Regions from separate parts of the Arachis hypogaea genome. Here region 1 is linked to region 2. Evidence: chromatin contacts called from public Hi-C data. All regions are on one chromosome and are shown on one strand. The core of a region is the stretch at or near the end of the contact, and the rest is flanking DNA. Distances in the headings are between cores, read along the strand shown. Region 1 holds the start of LOC112796453. Region 2 has its middle 13 kb from the start of LOC112796451.

Region 1 (4,570 bases), core at 1,591-4,090, 160 kb after region 2:
TAAAAGGTCCTACTTATAGAAAACTAGTAGCCTAAGGTGTACAGAAATGAGTAAATGACATAAAAATCCACTTCCGGGCCCACTTGGTGTGTGCTTGGGCTGAGCAATGAAGCAAATTTCGTGCAGAGACTCTTCTTGGAGTTAAACGCCAGCTTTAGTGCCAGTTTGGGCGCTTAACTCCCATTTGGGTGCCAGTTCCAGCGTTTAACGCTGGGATTTCAGAGGGTGACTTTGAACGCCGGTTTGGGCCATCAAATCTTGGGCAAAGTATGGACTATTATATATTGCTGGAAAGCCCAGGATGTCTACTTTCCAACGCCGTTGAGAGCGCGCCAATTGGGCTTCTGTAGCTCCAGAAAATCTACTTCGAGTGCAAGGAGGTCAGAATCCAACAGCATCTGCAGTCCTTTTTGGTCTCAGAATAAGATTTTTGCTCAGGTCCCTCAATTTCAGCCAGAAAATACCTGAAATCACAGAAAAACACACAAATTCATAGTAAAGTCCAGAAAAGTGAATTTTAACTAAAAACTAATAAAAATATACTAAAAACTAACTATATCATATCAAAAACATACTAAAAACAATGCCAAAAAGCATACAAATTATCCGCTCATCAATCACCAATCAAGCTCTAATATTCATATATACACAACCTAAGCCACAATCATCACACCCATCCACAACATCTCAAAACCCAAACATCATAGAACAACAAATTACACTAGGGTTGAGAATCTTACCACACCCAAGGTCCAAGGAGACAAGATTAACCTTCTCCTTCAAGAGAGTTGGGTCCTATAACTTCAAAGAGCCCAAAATCTCAACATTTTTGCTCATAAAACTCGAAAACAAGGCTGGAATTTTGAAGAGAAAAACGTGGCTTACCTCAAGATTAATTGTATGGGTTTTGTAGAGCTCTCCACGGTGAACGCGTGACCGCAAATGGAGCGGCAATCGGAGCTCTAGATCAAAAGTTATGGTGGTTTGAAGATCAAGTGAGAGAAAGAACTTGAGAGAGTGTTCTTCCCTCCATGGCCTCCATTTTCAGCATGTGAGTGTGTTTAGTAAGGAGAGAGAATGCTGAAAACTAGGGTTTTGGTCTAGTTATGTTGGGCCAAGGGCCCACTTTGGGTCCGGTTGGCCCGGTTTGGCCCGTTCGGTCCAATCTTGGTCCGAATTCTATAAAATTGGTACCGAAATTCTCGTCTCAATCTCCTCTATCACATTTAGCCATAAAAATCACATTTTGGGCTTTCTAGAATAAATTCTCATTTATGGGTTAATTAGCCGTTAATTAACCGGGTTTTACACAAAACGTTGCGTTTCATTTAATTACCTTACCGTCGGATTTTTCGCCCCTGAATCCGACGGTAATGATCGCGCCAGTTTTTTTTCATACAATTATTACTAGGAAATTACCCGTCGAAAAATTGAATTTGACAGTAACATTTTTACCCGACGAATTTATTGCCAAATCTTCCAGTAAATCTGTTAGTAGACCCGCCGCTAACCTCCGACGCTAGATCCGACGATATTCAGCGTTTTTCTTATAGTGATAAATCCAATAGCTACCATCATGAAAGCAGTTATCTCAAAAACAGATTTAAAAAAAGCCAACATGAAGGAAGATAATAATAGATAGCCAGCAAATATAAATCAAAGTAACAGTGGGAGAATTACCTAGAGACCACCACCAAGTCTATGGCAAAAGGCAAACACTGATGCCACGTATAAGAAGGATGATGCAGTAGGGGTATCACCGATAGTGGTTTGGGATTCTTTTGAAAATATTCTAACGAGAAGTTTTACCAAATTCAAAACCACATCTAGCTTGGCTGCTGAAGCACATGGAATGAGAAATGCTTTAATAGTGGTTTCAGAATTCTCACCAATTCAGAGTTCATCGGTTATAGTAGTTTCAAAGTTCCCACCAATTCAGAAGAACCAGTTGCATCTTCATCTCGTGCCTAGTAGAGAGGAACTACAAAGGACAAAAGTGAAGCAGAGATGAAAGGTCAACTTTGGAGGTCGTAGTGGCGGAAGCAAGGACGTCAGTGGATACGGAGGCATCGGCGGTGACAGGACTGACTGTAACAGAGTCAACGACAGCAGTGCCATTGCCAGGGAGGAAGGAAGATTCGCACATTTTTTCACCTTGAAGGAGCAGGAGAAGACAAGCATCAATGATGGAGTTTTGATAGTGAATCGGGTCAGGTAGTGGTTCGATTTCGATTTTTGTTTTGTTTGGGCAAGTCCTTGGTTCTAAGTCTTGACAAAAAAAAAAAAATTCAATTTAAAGAGCATACAAGTAACTCTATCCTTAAAAGAGAATTACGCACAATAAGTAGAATTTAATCTCTTAAACTTTTTCAACCACGCCAACAAAAATGGTCATCATTGTACAATCTACTAATGAGGAATTTACCCAAAGAGATTAACAACTTTCATCTCTTTTATAAATATCTACTTTAATCGAGTAATTTTCATCAATTCTTTAAGTTACATCTATTTTATTCCTAAATTTGTTGATTTTGACATTAGAATTTTTTACAGATACATCCAATTACGGTTCAAACGTGTCTTTAGAACTCTTTAATCCTCATCATTCTAGACTCAATAAATCTCATCAATATAAATAAACACCTCAAAATAAATATCAATAATTAAAATATAAGCTTTATTCATTTATATAGAATTATTTAAGTGTAAAATTTATAGATTAGTATTTTTTGTATGAGAGTCCTATTAAATAATACATATGTGATTAGTTTTCCAATTTATTCGATCAAAAATAAAATCCTTACTTTAAAAAAAAATAATTTCAATATTTTTTAATCAAGCGAGAATATCAATTTGAGATAGAGCAAAGGTCTGGTTTTGAATTTGGACGAAAGAAAAGAAGAGAAAAAAAAAACCAATTATTAATCTCAAAAAATGGGGGAAGAAAAACATTTTTCCAGGTAGTATATATTAAATTGAATTTAAAACTAACGGGCGGCGTCACAAACTCACCGAGTTGAAGAAGCGACAAAAACCGCTGAAAGGGGAACCCCGCCCCACGCGACGGAGATTTTTCCCCGAAAACTCAATTTCCCAAGCAGAAGATGGCGAAAGAAATTGAATCTCTGACAGAAGACGAAAGACGCGCACTTCGCGGAAGCAAATTCGCCCCTCTCCCTTCTCTTCCTCGCTCCAGTTCCCACTCCCAACCCAGGTTCTTCTCTTTTTTAGGGCTCATATTCAAAATTCAACACTTAAAATTAATCCATATTCTCTTCAAGTTTCGATATCATTGAATCAATTTTATTTGGTCTTATGCGAAAATTCTTTGATTCCGTTTATAGGTTGGCACATCCCGGTGGACCATTGGCGACTAATAAAGCTGCGGCATTGGCGAAGTTTCTGGAGCGGAAGCTGAAGGAGCCTAATGGATTGGCTTCCATGAACCCTGATTTGCTTGAACTTGCTGTCAATAACGCCAAAAGGACCGTCTATGCAAGTAACAATAAGTCAATAACACTTACAATGCAACTCATTTTCCTTTTATTTTCTTCCTGTAATTTATTTTGGTTTATGAAAATTTCTTCCCCATTTTTTTTTTTATATCAAAACCGCCCTATGAAAACGTCCTTTTGGTCTCATTGGTGTTTTTATGGACATGAAAACCTGCATCTGTCAGTAGTTCCGCTTTAATTTCATTGCTGCAATTATTTGCCTACAAATGCGTGGTTTTACTTTGTGATTATTGTAGGTGTTTTACTTGCTTGACATGGTAAATTTATATGATTTATCTATTGCCATTAGTAGTTGCTTATAATTATATGGTTTCCTTTTAGTTGGTTTATGATTCACAATTCATATTGCTGGTTTTTGATGGTTGTTAGTAATATACTGATACTAATATGGGTGCGTCTTATGTTAACCTGGTATCAAAAGCTCCAGGTTAATCCTAGCCACTCTCAGTGACACTTAGTTTCTCCCTCATGATTTTTTTTTTTTAATTGAAAACATAAGACTCCCACTACCTCTTCCCCAAGCCTTCACCATTGTCCAATCGACCTCTTCTTTTTTTAATTTTTAGAAGAAGAACCTGATGTTGAGGAATTCAATGAAAATTCAAATCTCAAATTGTTCCACACAACTCCCTTGTCAAACCACGTGCTAGTTGCGTCAACCATCAACTTTAGCATCCTTGTCATAGTCACGTAGGTGGAAGCCGTGGTCCTCTCATAAGCCAGCGGCATCAAACGTCTTGAAAAGAGGTGTTGCAGGATTGGTTAGTAGTTGAGAAGGAAGTGAAAGAAGTGGGGATGCAGGAAAAACGAAATGTTCTGAGCATGAGAGTAAAATGGTGTTGGAAAACTAATTTTTTATCCCAACAATTGATTGTGAATGAATGGCTCAAATTGGTGCAATTGACTGTTAGTTTTTTCCAGCAACAGGGAGGATCTATTCCCCTGTGCATTAGTGCGCCTGAAGTTGTCTTTGCAGAGGGCGGCACAAGGATCCTCACAATGTCCGAGGGGCTTTGAGGGGAGGAGCCAATGGGTGATCACATGCTAATTATATC
Region 2 (4,441 bases), core at 1,218-3,717:
GGTCTCAATGTTGGCTCCATTTGTGGACAAATCAATGCCCCATGAGATGTGTTCTAGAAAAATATAAGTGCGTCAAGGGAGTTCCTCTTGAACCGATGAAAAGAATCAACTTTGATCTCATATTTTTCACCAAATAATTTGAAGTTGCATGGAAGTTAATACCAAAAAAAAAATATATTAGGGAAGTTAATCAATTTGGGTTGTCGAGTAGTTAGCTTACTCATCCGTTTAAGCAAGTTTCGGGGCTTCAAATTATGTTTTGTATATGCAGTAATTCTTTGGCTAATGGTAGATCCTTAAATGAAGTTTAAATTTGCAGTAAATTAATTTTTAATTTGTCAGGTTAAAAAATATCGTAAAAAACAAAAAAAAAATCTTAGGGAAGTTGGAGGGGACACAGTACGCATAGTGGTGGGAAAGAGATAAAAATGACCCACTTGTAGTACTGATGCCAAGGGAGGAGACACTAGAAAGTGCTACAAATGGAACTTGAACAAATTCACCAAACCTAATATTGGTGTCAATTACCAGTGAATGAAGCAATATAAACGGTTTGCATTATTCCCCTTGACACTGGCCTGACCCAAGAAAGCACTAGTAGCGAGTTCCTTGATGAACTTGGATATTCCTCCTATAGCTTAAGCACTTCATCTCCCCCAACGGTTGTACATGCTCTAAAATCTGCAAATTATTCAATCATTGTTTCAATGCTTCCTAATGCGACGTTCAAATAATTTACTCAGGGTTGGTCAATGGGACCCCTCCACTAGTAGTTGTAGAACTCACCTTTCTCAAACTCAATGACACACATATTGCTCAAAATGGCGAATATAACATCATGCTATTTGCACGTTCGAAAATCTAAGAATTGAAAAAGGACCAAGAAAAACACATACACACTTGTGTAGCACTCAGTTATTCTGTAGTGGGTTATCATTTTATGCAATCATTATTATGGCTACTAGTATTGTCATTTTGAACATAGAAAAGTGAGTATCAATTACACAACTAAAGCTTGGTTTGGTAAAACTTTTGGAAGAGATGTTTATGTTTTTTAAAAACTCAAGTTTCTCATTTTGTGTTTAGTAAATCAAAAAGACCATGTACTTGTACTTACAACTTTTAAAAGATAGGAATACTTTTAAAAGTACCTAAGATAGAGTTTTTTAAATTTGTCTTGTGCTTTTTAAAATTTAAAAATCTAATATAATCTCGTATGTTAACTAATTTTTAAGTTTAATACTTGCATTTATGTCTATCATAGTATTTTTAAATTTTAAAAATTATTTTACCAAATGTAATTATTGTTTGTGTTTATTAAAAACTATTTTTAATTTGATTTAACAAACATAAATGCTATCATTTTTAAAAAACTCTTTTAAAAATTAATTTTTATAAATTATTTTTAAAAAATAAAAATTTTATCAAACTAAACCTAAGAAAACTTAAAGGTGAAAATAAATGGCTTATATATTTAAATATCAAAGTTGGGCCTCATTTACCAAAAACTGAGTACTAGAGCGGGTGGGTGTTATTATTTATTAAAGTTACGGTATAGGGTTTAGAGTTTATTGGTACCATGATATCAACGTCGAACAAGCATTTATCATTAATTAGCTACACAACTTCCCTGCTATTATAGTCAAGTTCCTCAGGTGTATTCATCATATTCAAGTCAATTGTGAATTATAACTTAAGGGGCTAAAAAATTAGATCTAGGTGTTGGATTCCACGTTTCGTAAGACTGAGAAAGGAAGTTGGGCATGATCCACTATGGTAGCTGAGAATGGAAAATTTGGTTTCGAGAATAAACTCCCAAGGTTCCTTGGTTATTTGTCCCGTCACGTTTAGAGAATGACAAACTAAATTGCTAAATGTAATTACTGTGCATGTTAATATATACGTGTTAAAAGATATAATTATTTATGTATTTTTAAGAATTATTTTAAATTTTTAAAATAAGTAGTTTAATGAAAATGCACTAAAAAATCCCAATGTTTCAAACAAATTTTGGATTAACTCTCCTACAAACCAAGAGAGGACGAAATTCCTTCCAAATTAATTATTTGGTTTTCATATATATTAGTTTCCTTCACATTTGATAAACAAGTTAGGTACAACATATTTGTTTGCAAATAAGTAATTTTTTTTATATTATTAACCAATAAACTAATATATATAAGATAAGATTTAAACCGATACTTGTTTAACAGTTCGGATGAGTTAATTATACCTCTAATTTAAGTTTTTTTTCTTTCTTAATTTTAAATTGTAGAAGTCTGGAAGCAAAATTTTGGTTTCCCAGCATGGACCCACAGAGCTATACCCCCACATCCTTGTCTGATAGTGGGGCAGTTAGTCAATGTGTCATATTCCAACAACACTAAAGGCTGTATCTTTTGTTTATTTTTAATTTTTTATTCTTTCCACTGATGAGCATGAGCTCATTGGATTTGATTGTTGCACCTTTTTACTACATTCATCATTCATGCATCAGACCCTATAATGCACAGAGACTAACATGGACATGGAACTTATATCAACCTACCAATTTTAATTTTTTTTTTTGGTGACTTACCAATTTTAAATTTTGATAAGACATAAAAATATATTATAAAATATAAATTATTTTTTGAATAATTTATAATATAAATTAATTTTTAATTATTTTTAATGATATAAAAATTTTAAAATATTTTTTGATAAATAATAACATATATTATTTTTAAATTTATTTTAAAAATATATATTAAAAATAAAATTAAATACATTGACAAATAATAATATTTAAATATATTTAATTTTTTTTATTAAAACATAATTAGACATAGAAAATATGTATGTTGAACAAATATCATATCTAATATATATTCGACATATAAACACGACAATTTTACAAAAGTGTGCAAACTTTATAGATCAAATCAAACCTCTCATCTACAATAATGCACACACTATATATAAGTTTATAACCTCCTTTCGTTGTGCTTCTTTGTCATCTTGAATTACTTGATCGACTACAATGTTGTATCACCAATTAAAGGAATCATTCCGATTTCGAATAAATGTCTAATTTCTGAAATTTTATTCTTTTACAAATAGGTATTTACTTAACAAATTAATGTAATATTACTATTTTTCTTTTTAGTAAGACTCCTATTTTTCAAAGATAATTTTATAATCTTTATAACTCTAATATCTTTTAAAAAAAAATTTCTCAAGTCCAAATGAAAAGTCACAAGTTGGTACTAATCTAAAAAACAGAAAGAGTATATTTTTTTTGCATACAATAGTGAGCATGATCATCTACAAGTTTTTTCTTTAATTATTATCTTTTGGTCCCAAATAATTATATATTCAGACAAAATAGTACAAAACTAAATATTATCTTTTTAACATAGTAGTTTATTTAAATAAATAATTATTTAGGACTGAAAGGGAGTGATTGTGAATTGGCAGCACCAAATCAACAAACCAAAACACTCATAAATGAGATATGTGGGACTGACGAGTGATGAGTGATGACAAAGGAAAAGCTCTCCCCTCTTCGTCTTAGTATTTGGACCTATAGGACAAGCCAACCAATGATTTTGTCCACTTTTTGTTTGTTAATTTTTTTTAAGAAAAAATATAAAATGTTTGTGTGGAAGTGTTCCACAGTCCACATGATTTGCCTTATTTCTTCCTCCTCTTTAAGTAGAGAATTGGTGTAGCTGGCAAGGATCATGATGCATGCTTAATTATTTTTTTTATATATTATTAATTTTATAATTAAAATATGTCACATATTATTTTTTTATTATAATTAAAATAAATTTTTTTCAAAACTAGAAACTTTTTTTTCACTCTTTCTCTTCTTTTATCTCTTTCTTTTTTTTTCTACTTGCTCTATTTTCTAATATATTATTATCAGAATAACAAAATAGGCAGCAAAGATAATAAGCATGTTAAAATTCGCCGGTCCAACCCGTATAACTTACCAAAAAAGCGAGTTAAACTAAAAATTTGAAATCACCATACCTAAAAAGCTCGTCTAACCCGCATTGCCTAAACCATGGACTTTGGTGGGTTTCGGCAGGTAGAGCGGGTTTCTTCGGCGAGCCCAACATTTTTTTTGTCAGGGGCGTTTTCTTTTTCAAATTCTTGAAAAAAACAAAAGCACAACCCGACCCAAAAGAAACTCTACCCTAATTCCGCTCACTCTCTGAAACTCGGACATAACACAACACACTCACACCAATGCAGTATACCACTAGTGACCACACTATCCACACACAGCCACAGGCCCTAGGTCTTAGCCGCTCCCAACCCTACTGCATTTGGCGTCCCTATTCGGCACCGTTGTCGTAGCTATCACCGACACTGTTGGCCCGTTGCTGTCCACTCACATTCACGCTCACGAGTCACGCCGTCTCGCTGCCATCTCATCGTCAGGCTCTGA

The links. A called contact is a pair of places that touch in the nucleus more often than the background predicts.
Region 1: a contact with region 2 is called in a Hi-C map of leaf, with 4 times the contacts expected there. The contact joins the promoter of LOC112796453 here to the enhancer-like site in region 2. A contact is called at or near these places in 4 of 8 Hi-C or Micro-C datasets (leaf and an unstated tissue).

Annotation. Positions count from the first base shown.
Region 1 is chr4:19,911,249-19,915,818 of arahy.Tifrunner.gnm2.J5K5, forward strand. It overlaps LOC112796453, which reads left to right and starts at 2,841. Exons shown (of 5, transcript XM_025838911.3): 1 at 2,841-3,214; 2 at 3,345-3,499. The coding sequence starts at 3,105.
Region 2 is chr4:19,748,039-19,752,479 of arahy.Tifrunner.gnm2.J5K5, forward strand. No RefSeq gene overlaps it. Among protein-coding and RNA genes, the nearest start is that of LOC112796451, 13 kb to the left of the region's middle. Within about 2 kb of position 2,468, at least 2 of the 3 cell types and tissues checked have open chromatin away from gene starts, as enhancers often do.